Linked DNA regions of Oryctolagus cuniculus: region 2 is linked to region 1. A link is a contact called in public Hi-C data. All regions are on one chromosome and are shown on one strand. Each heading gives the region's core, a stretch centred on a gene start, on an enhancer-like site or on the middle of the called end of the contact. The rest is flanking DNA. Distances are from core to core; before and after follow the strand shown. Region 1 holds the start of OR5B21 (olfactory receptor family 5 subfamily B member 21). Region 2 holds the start of BTBD18 (BTB domain containing 18).

What was found. A called contact is a pair of places that touch in the nucleus more often than the background predicts.
Region 2: a Hi-C map of skin fibroblasts shows a contact between it and region 1, with 4 times the contacts expected there. The contact joins the promoter of BTBD18 here to the promoter of OR5B21 in region 1. A contact is called at or near these places in 4 of 6 Hi-C or Micro-C datasets (ear pinna, embryonic fibroblasts, skin fibroblasts and 1 more).

The regions. Positions count from the first base shown.
Region 1 is chr1:13,628,567-13,633,357 of mOryCun1.1, forward strand. It overlaps OR5B21 (olfactory receptor family 5 subfamily B member 21), which reads left to right and starts at 3,522. Exons shown (of 2, transcript XM_008273279.4): 1 at 3,522-4,473. The coding sequence starts at 3,581.
Region 2 is chr1:14,417,808-14,422,724 of mOryCun1.1, forward strand. It overlaps BTBD18 (BTB domain containing 18), which reads left to right and starts at 3,244. Exons shown (of 3, transcript XM_070070152.1): 1 at 3,244-3,909; 2 at 4,063-4,917.

The sequences.
Region 1 (4,791 bases), core at 2,272-4,771:
GGGTGGCCAGAATTAACAAAGCAAGATCAAATGAGCGTTTGAGAAGATGTTTCGGTAAAGAATTCTCAATCTGCCCTAAGTCAGATGCATTTAATTCTTGGAATTTCTCCAGTTTTTTTTCCTCTTTATCCCCCCGTGTTAGGAAAATGAGATTGGTTGACGCAATGGGAGGGTTAAAATTTTCTTAGTCAATGGACCATGGTCCTTGCAAGCTGTTATCCCTTCCTGAACTCCCTGCAATGTAGGAGTTTTGATAAGTGTGCTGGACCTTGAACCAGTCACTTCATCTCACCAAACCTTAGTTTTTTTATCATATATATATTGCTATATAATCTACCTGTCAAATCATACAATTATTAAATGAAGATGTGCATGAAAAAAAGTTTTATAAACTCTAGACCCATGGTTTTCCTTTTCTTTTATGAACTCCATAGTAGTGGTTTTCAACCTGGAGGAATGTTACCCTTGGGCAACATTTGAGACATTTGACAAAATCTGGATACATTTTTGGTTGTCACAAATTGATGGAAAGTTGGGTTTCTGAATCTAGTGGGTAGAGGCAAGGGAAACTGCTGGATATCTTACAATACATAGGGGAGCTTCCTTGCAACAAAGGCTGTCCAGCCCCCAACCTCATTTGTGTGGAAGCTGGGGGATCTGCCTTGGAGGCCTGCACAGATTTTACAGTTAAGCAGTTGTCCAATCTCGAAGGGCATTGCATACATCAGCTTCCTAATATGTAAGATAAGGACACTGCCTATCACAGTTTATGAGATACTGCGTCTACTCAGTTTTGACATGTCAAAAGTCAAAAGAAAAAAAACCACAAATGTCTGGATAAATGTAATGCGGAGTGCTGCTGATCAGAAAGCTAATGAGTTGATTACTGGATGGAAATCAATGAGCAAGTAGAAAAAGGCTGAGAAATAGAAGCTTCTAGGAATTCACTCTAAGGGAAAAAGAGGCATGAGCAGACATCTGGAAGAGTACTCACTGGAGCTTTTCTTATTAAGGTGAAAAACTGGAAACTGTGGATTGGAGTATTATCATGCTCCTGTCCAACAGTGTGTCCCAAATGGGCTGAGCCAGTTTTTGCGAAACCAGTCACACCACCTGTGTGAGTAATGGCCAGCCAAATAGGGCAAGCCCAGCTGTCTCCTTTTTGTGTTATAAAAAAGGAATTCTCGCCAATTGGGTCAACACTATGGCTCTCCAAGGTAAGATAAGATCAAGCAGAACTGAAGAGTTTTTGGCCTTGTTTTCCCATTCCCTCCTCTTATCACAATTTCCTCTCTTCCTTCTTCTGAGCCTTCTCTGCTACCAGGGACTGGGAAAGACTGTGAACACCTCAGGCTGAGGAAAAACACCAAGTGGGGTAGGGGGAGAATGGGCTCTAAAATTAGGACACAAGCCTTTCTTCAGACCTGGCTATCTCCAAGCTCATTGTTACCTCCAAATATTTTTCATACCACACGTCTAAGCTAATATTATAGCAGGAAGTTTGGACTGCAGCTAGACAAGAGAACAATAGGCTGTTTGTGGTAGAACTAAATAGCATGGAAAAATATTTAAATATGTAGCTATTAGTGTTCTATTCAATCAACCAAATATTTATTCATATGCACAAGGGGTCAGGGCAGGCCAGAGGAGGTACAAACAGTCAGTGCCCCAAGGGGCTTAGAGCTAGATTAGGAGCTGGATGGTTGCCCAACCAACTTTGTGATAAGCAAGCAAGATCCAAGAGCTTTGAAAGCATAGAAAAGGGAGGTGTTAGTTGTGAACAGGATCAACCACAAAGACTTCTGATTGGCACACTTATATACATTCATGTATAAGAATTAAATATATTTGAGTATATGTATAAAATTTATGCTTCTATATTAAATGTATGTTTATATTTATATATACAATACTCCATTTTGGGTGAACTCCTATTAAATGATAAACTCCTAAAGACATTAAACATTATGTTCAAGAACTCTGGATTTATTATCAAATAGACTAGGGCTTTAATATCACTTCCTGTACTTACCGGTCATGTGAATCTGGTCCATTGTTATTTCATTACTATTATATTATAATTATAGCTTTCCATGCTACTCAAATTTAGGATTTGATTATAGCCAGAAAAAGACTATGTGTAAAATATGCAGCCCATTAGGAATCCCCTAGTGTAAGGAACGTGGAGCATTGTATGTAAAGGTAAAGCGCTGGAAATGAAGAAGTGCAGTTTTGCCATTTTATCAGTTTCTCTTGTGTAAAATGAGGAAAATAATAGAATCAGTCCCAAAGTGTTGGTATAAGAATTAAATAAGTTCAATGTAAGTAAAACCTATTGAACAATAGTAAACTATTTTGATTTCTATAATTAATCCTATTTAGTTATATGTGCGTAGAAAATTTCAGGAAATCTCTAGTGAGGTTGTTCTACTGGGTGTGGAATGAAAAAGATAAGAAATTATGGATGTAAGTTTTTACTTCAAAGTCTTTTTGATTTTTAAAAATTGAATCAGTAATATAATATCTGCATCACAACAGGTGTTTATATGATGTAAACATGAAGAATTTAAGCTCTGAATAAGTGTACTTTAGATTCAGAAATATAAATGGGTGAACTTTGATTTTGATGCCTACTAATTAGATTCTGTTGCTCAAAACTAAGTTCCCAGAGAGAACAATCCAACATGGGAAGCGGGATACACAACAGACTCATAGAATGGCGGATATCCTAAAAAGCACTCTAGCCTCAGAATCAGTCCTTAAGGCATTCAGATCTGGCTGAAGAGCCCATGAGAGTATTATAGGCATGAAAAGCCAAGACACTCTGAAAAAAAAAAACAAAAAAAAACAAAAAAAAACAAAAAAAAACCAACCAAACAAAAAAAAAAACCCTAAATGAAAGATCTCTGTGAGTGAGATCCCAGTAGAAAGAACGGGCCATCAAAGGAGGTACCTTTCTCTGAAGGGAGGAGAGACCTTCCACAGGATCTCTGTCCTTAATGTGTTGTTCAAGGTGAATTAATGCTGTAACAGGTACTCAAACAGTATTTTACACTTTATGTTTCTGTGTGGGTGCAAACTGTTGAAATCTTTACTTAATATATACTAAGTTGATCTTCTGTATATAAAGATAATTGAAAATGAATCTTGAAGTGGATGGAATGGAAGAGGGAACGGAGATGGGAGTATTGCGGGTGGGAGGGAAGGTATGGGGGGGAAAAGCCATTGTAATCCATAAGCTGTACTTTGGAAATTTATATTTATATTTATTATTATATTATTTATATTTATTATATATATTTATTATATATTATATTTATTAAATAAAAGTTAAAAAAATTAAGCTCCCTGAGCACTAAATTTCTCATCTGTAAAATAGGCGTAATAGCTCATATCTCTTAAGATTAAATTCTATTATACAGTTGAAAAGTCTCATGTGTGTCTTACGTATCATGCTTTATATATATATATTATATATATATATAAGGTTTCTATTTTTATTATCCCATCATCCCCTCTTTCATTTGAGTTTTATTAACTCATTTTCTTTAATCATCAGGCTAACCTACAGTTGACCTCAATGGAGAATAGCACAGAAGTGACAGAGTTCATCCTCTTGGGATTAACAGATGACCCCAATCTTCAGGTTCCTCTCCTCCTGATATTTTTGTTCATCTACCTCATCACTCTGGTTGGGAATGGGGGGATGATGATGATCATCCACTCAGACTCCCATCTCCACACTCCAATGTACTTCTTCCTCAGTAACCTCTCTTTTGTGGATCTGGGTTATTCCTCAGCTGTAGCTCCCAAGATGGTGGCTGCACTGCAATCAGGGAACAAGGTCATCTCCTACAATGGTTGTGCGGCTCAGTTCTTCTTCTTTGTGGGTTTTGCCACTGTAGAGTGCTACCTCTTGGCTTCCATGGCCTACGACCGCCATGCAGCAGTATGTAAGCCTCTTCACTACACCACCACCATGACAGCAAGTGTGTGTGCCCTCCTGACTATTGGCTCCTATGTCTGTGGCTTCCTCAATGCCTCTATCCATGCAGCAGACACCTTCAGACTTTCCTTTTGTGGTTCTAATGAGATTAACCATTTTTTCTGTGACATTCCACCTCTCTTGGCTCTCTCATGCTCCAACACACACATCAGCAAGTTGGTTGTCTTCTCTGTGGTGGGCTTCAATGTCTTTTTCACACTCCTGGTCATCCTTACCTCTTACTTCTTCATATACATCGCCATCCAAAAAATGCGTTCTGCTGAAGGGCGGAAGAAAGCATTCTCCACTTGTGCTTCCCACCTCACTGCGGTCTCCATCTTTTATGGCACGATCATCTTCATGTACTTGCAGCCCAGCTCTGGCCAGTCTATGGACACAGACAAAATAGCATCTGTGTTTTACACTGTGGTGATTCCCATGCTAAACCCTTTGATCTACAGTCTCAGGAACAAAGAAGTGAAAAACGCTCTCTGGAAATTACTGAACAAACTTTGCCCCCAGTCTCTAAGTGTGTGTAGGAAGTCGGCAGGCAGCTGAGGCATAAACCTTCTCTCAGATCTACATGCATTCATGACTTTGAGGTTTTGCAAATTTCAGTTCTTCCCCAACAACAGTGGTTATTTCTGCCACTAGGAGAAGTTGTAGGGAGCAACACTGGGAAATATCTCAGGAAGATGATCTTACGTTTAGCGAACAGCATAGCACATTTAAACTCTTCGTGCATTCATTTCTTGATGTGGTTTAAAGCAGAAGACCACAGCACACAACTGAATGTGTTGAATTTC
Region 2 (4,917 bases), core at 1,994-4,493, 790 kb after region 1:
CAGCTATGGCAGCCATCTGGGGGATGAACCAACGGAAAAGGAAGACCTTTCTCTCTCTCTCTCTCTCTCACTCTGCCTGTCAAAAAATAAAATAAAATAAAAGCTTGTCTTTGAACACGGCGACATACAGCATGAAAAAAAAAAAAAAAGAAGTGAGGTTTAAGTTGAATTCGTAGTGGTAAGAAGCAAACCACAAGACAGGAGCAGCAGTTACTGCTCATGCCAAAGCTCCAAGGTGTGGGGCTGGAAATGAGGATGGAGGGATAGGTGAGAATCAGAATATGAAAGTTTGTGTAAGGAGTTTGGATTTTTACTGCTAAATAGAGTAAAGCCTTTGGAGGCTTTAAACAGAATGACATGATCTAAATCACATTTTGAAAAGATCTACTAAATGGATTTATGCAACAAATGGATTAAAGAAGGTGCAAAATTAGTTTGAATACTAATGCACTGATCAGGTTGTAGTGATGGTGATATGGGTTAGCACAGCAATAAAAATATGTCAATAAATTGAAGAGATATTTTATACATACAGGCTTGGTTTTGTTTCTTTCATTGTTTTGTTCTGATACATGGGACATAACATTCATAGCTCAGTTTTGTTTTTTTGTTTTTTGGTTTTTTTTTGTTTTGTTTTGTTTTGTTTTTTTTTGACAGGAAGAGTTAGACAGTGAGAGAGAGACAGACAGAGAGAAAGGTCTTCCTTCCATTGGTTCACCCCCCAGATGGCCGCCACAGCCGGAGCGCTGCACTGATCCGCAGCCAGGAGCCAGGTGCTTCTCCTGGTCTCCCATGCGGGTGCAGGGCCCAAGCACTTGGGCCATCCTCCACTGCCCTCCCTGGCCACAGCAGAGAGCTGGCCTGGAAGAGGAGCAACCGGGACAGAATCCGGCGCCCCAACCGGGACTAGAACCTGGTGTGCCGGCGCCACAGGCAGAGGATTAGCCTAGTGAGCCGCAGCGCTGGCCCACAGCTCAGTTTTACAACCCTCAAAGTTTAACTTCCCTACCCACAACCATAACCCTACACACAAACACACAGAAACAAGATACCATAAAATGGTGAAGCAATTAGGGAAGAGCTATGCCAGGTAAAAAACGGGTTTTAAAAAGAAATATTAAAAATTATTATATACAGTAGGATGCCATGCTGCGATGACTCCAGTTCTAAAATAGACTAAAAATTTAAATGCCAAGAAGAAATGGAAAAATTTCAACTCCAACAGAACACTGGTTATCCATGAAAATAAAAACAAAAGATTTTTACTCTTTTCTACCCTCTGGTGGCTACACCCTGCCATAGAGAATTTTTCATGTTTGAAACCTTGGATAGGTTAGCCATGTATCAGTCCTCTCAGAAACTCTACGAACACAGATTCAACTAAAATGGTATTGGACTGAAAAAAAAAAAAAGAGTTCTGTCTACTGGAAAATTAATGTAGCCCTGATGGCAGTATATTAACATAAAGATATAGTAATATTTCTCATCTATACTAGTATAGTATACTAGCGTTATGCTAGTACTCAACCTGCTCAATCAAGTCTTCACTCTACAGTAACAGATGCCACACACCATTGTTTGCCTTGCTCACTTGTGTGTGTGTGCACGCATGTGTGTGCTGCTGACAACTGAAATCTGTCCTCCTCCTGCTAAGTTTTATATCCTTTCACAAACACTGCTTCCTCTTCAAAATACAATGGCAACTGAAAATGTTTTGTGTTCCCTGTTTCTTTTTCCATCTTAAAGATCACAGGATTCAAAGTAAGGAAAATATTGCCTGACTTGGAAGCACACTTCCTGAACCATTTCAGTTCATTATCTCAAATCCTTTCTATACTATATATATAGTATAGAAAGTATATATATATATATACATATATATATATATATATGGGATGAGCATTGGGTGAAGCGATCAGGATGGCATTCACAATGCCTGCATTGCACTCAGTAGCACCTTGCTGTAAGTCCTGGCTCTGCTCCCAATTCTAGCTCTGCTTTCCCAGGCCATAGCAGAGAGCTGGATCAGAAGTGGAGCAGCCGGGGCCGGCCATGGCTCACTTGGTTAATCCTCCGCCTGCGGCGCCGCCATCCTATATGGGCACTGGGTTCTAGACCCGGTGGCTCCTCTTCCAGTCCAGCTTTCTGCTATGGCCCGGGAGGGCAGTGGAGGATGGCCCAAGTGCTTGGGCCCTGCACCCGCATGGGAGACCAGGAAGAAGCACTTGGCTCTTGGCTTCAGATCGGCACAGCGCCGGCCATAGCAGCCATTTGGGAGGTGAACCAACGGAAGGAAGACCTTTCTCTCTGTCTCTCTCTCTCTCACTGTCTATCTGTCAAATAGATAGATAGATAGATAGATAGATAGATAGATAGAAGTGGAGTAGCCGAGACCCAAACCAGCACCTATATGGGATGCCTGCACTGCAGGCGGCAGCTTAACCCGCTACGCCACAGCGCCAGCCCCTCAAGTCCTTTTTGAAAAGGTGTTAGGTATCAATAAAGACATATTGAGCACATGATACTACTCACCCCCACATTTTGTCCTTTCTTAGGCAAATTCCTTTCTACCACCTGCAGCTGGCAACAGCGAACGCTGCTTGGCTTTAATTAACCGCACTTTGTTACCAAAACCTTGGATCCAGCCCTTTTCTCCCAGAGCTGGACATTAACTGACAACTACCGAGGGAGAGTAAAACACACAGGCCAAATTACTGACCAGATTTGTACTGTGAGTTGGCATTCCCTATATAAATGATAAATTTGGATCATTTAACTTTTAGTATCATCTCTGAAAAAAGGTGTTTCCAGTCAAGAACCGAAGTACATAAAAGGTCTCAGGACGGTCACAGCAGACCCCTCCAGGGAGAAGTTTCTACAATTCTCTCGGGTTATGGGTTTGAGATTCAGGATTGGAGCGGGATTCTGGGGAAAAAAACCAAATTCAGAAACTTGCCCAATAACCTTGTTCCAGAACATTTCTAGTGTTCAGACATGTCTAGATTAAAGTATCAGCACTAACGGGTCAGTCAGCAGCTCATTCTGAGGCTTCTTCCTCCACGAAGCCCGGCAAGCTCTCAGCACGGCTAAAACCATTTGCAGCCTCTTCAAGGGGAAGACGGAGGCATCTTTCAATTGCCTCGGAACCCACCCTAAAGGGGTATCCCGACCCCCTCTTTGGTGTGCCTTCATCCAGGACCAAAGATGAACGCGGTTTCAGTAAAGGGCCCTTCCCCCTACCTCTTGCAGCAGCCCAGCCATCTTCCCTCAGCCAAGTCCCTCGAGACTTAGTCTCCCGCCCAAAGCTTTCCTCCTCCTCTGATTGGTTCTCCGCGGGGCCTTCGGCCAATGGGGATGACGTACTCAGGAAGGCGTAGGCCCGAGGGCTCGGGGAGGAGGAAGGACCTTCGGCCCCGCGTCGCGCCGTGCGCGAGGGCGGCGGCGCGTGGTGTGCGGTGTGGGTCGCGTGGCCTCGGGCCCTCGCTGTCACCACTGCCCAGTGCATGTGGGCACGGAGAGCTCCAGGGGGGTGACTGCAAAGCCTCTGCGGCCACAGGTGGCCGTGAGGGACAGCGCTGAGTTCGGCCCTCCGGGATTGCCCAGGCTCCATTCCCAGAAACCATTGCGCCGAGAGGTCTCTTTTCAAAGGAGTTGGGCCCGGGGCACCCGGAGCGTTCGGGACACCCAGCTCTGCAGGGCCTTCCCTGAAGCCGTGCTTTCTCCGCCAGCCCCGATTTCTGTGGTTCTGGCCGGGGAAGAGACCCACCCGGGGCCGTGGGCCCACCTGCGCTGCTTGGCGCACTCTGTCGGTGCGAAGCTGGCCATAGGGAGGAGGCAAGGCAGGCTGGACAGAGGACCTAAGCACAGAAAGTGCACAGAGCAGCAGATCCTACAGCAAGGCTATCCCAGGTTGGGTCTGGGGGCTGGGCCAGGCGGCTGGTGTTTGGGAAGCTTCCCCAGGGCCCTTGCGCGGCAGCCACCCTTCACCCATGTCTCTTGCTGGAATTGGCATTGAGCCTGCCCTCTCTGAATTGACCTTTCAATTCTTTTCTTTCCTGATAGTTTTGACGTGAACTATCCAGACCCTCAGTGCCACCTGACAAAAACTGCATGCCAGGAAAGGAACACAGCCGTGCAGTGAGTGTGGGGATTTCAGTGCAAAGGAAAATTGGAAATGTCGTGGGCCCGACGTTAGAATATCGTTTGTTTGGTGAGGGGCAGGCTGCTTAGCTCTCCTTACTCTGTTGTCAGCCGGGTAATTAACTAGACAGGCAAAATGAAAAGCCAAACTCGTGGCCAGGTCCCAGGGTCAGTCAGGCTTAACTTTGGTCTAGGACATTGACCCGAGGGTGGCAGTATCCTCCTTTCTGAGCGAACTTCCTGCGGAGTTCAGGGGCGTCTCTGCTTTGTCGTGCACCCTCTGCTGGCTAGTGTTGGCAGTGCGTGCTCAGAGAAAAGGCACATAGGGTTCCTAGAGATGACTTGATACCTCGTGGTTTTTAAAAAGTGTTCAGTGAGGATTTTACCCACGGAACTGAGACTTTATGCTCTGAGAAACCAGCAGTGTCGTTTCAGTCTCTGTGATAATGTGGATGAGGAAGATTGAGGGCAATAATAGTTGCCTTTTGGGAGAGGACAGTTCTTTTGTGCCAGGCACACACAATGTTAAATGGTTTTACCTGCACGGACTCATTTAAATTTTAAAACAGCCCTACAAGGTAAGTTTTGTTATTTCCATTTCATTGGTAGGAAAACTAAGACTCGGATGCTGAGTCCCTCGAATGAGATTATACAACTACGCAAGTAACTAACAGTGTCAGGAGTCAAACCCAAGTCTATCTCTGAGCTCTTGCATGTAACCACTATGATGATACACTTTCCTGAGATCCCGCTGGCACAGCTTCTGGGCTGCTGCTC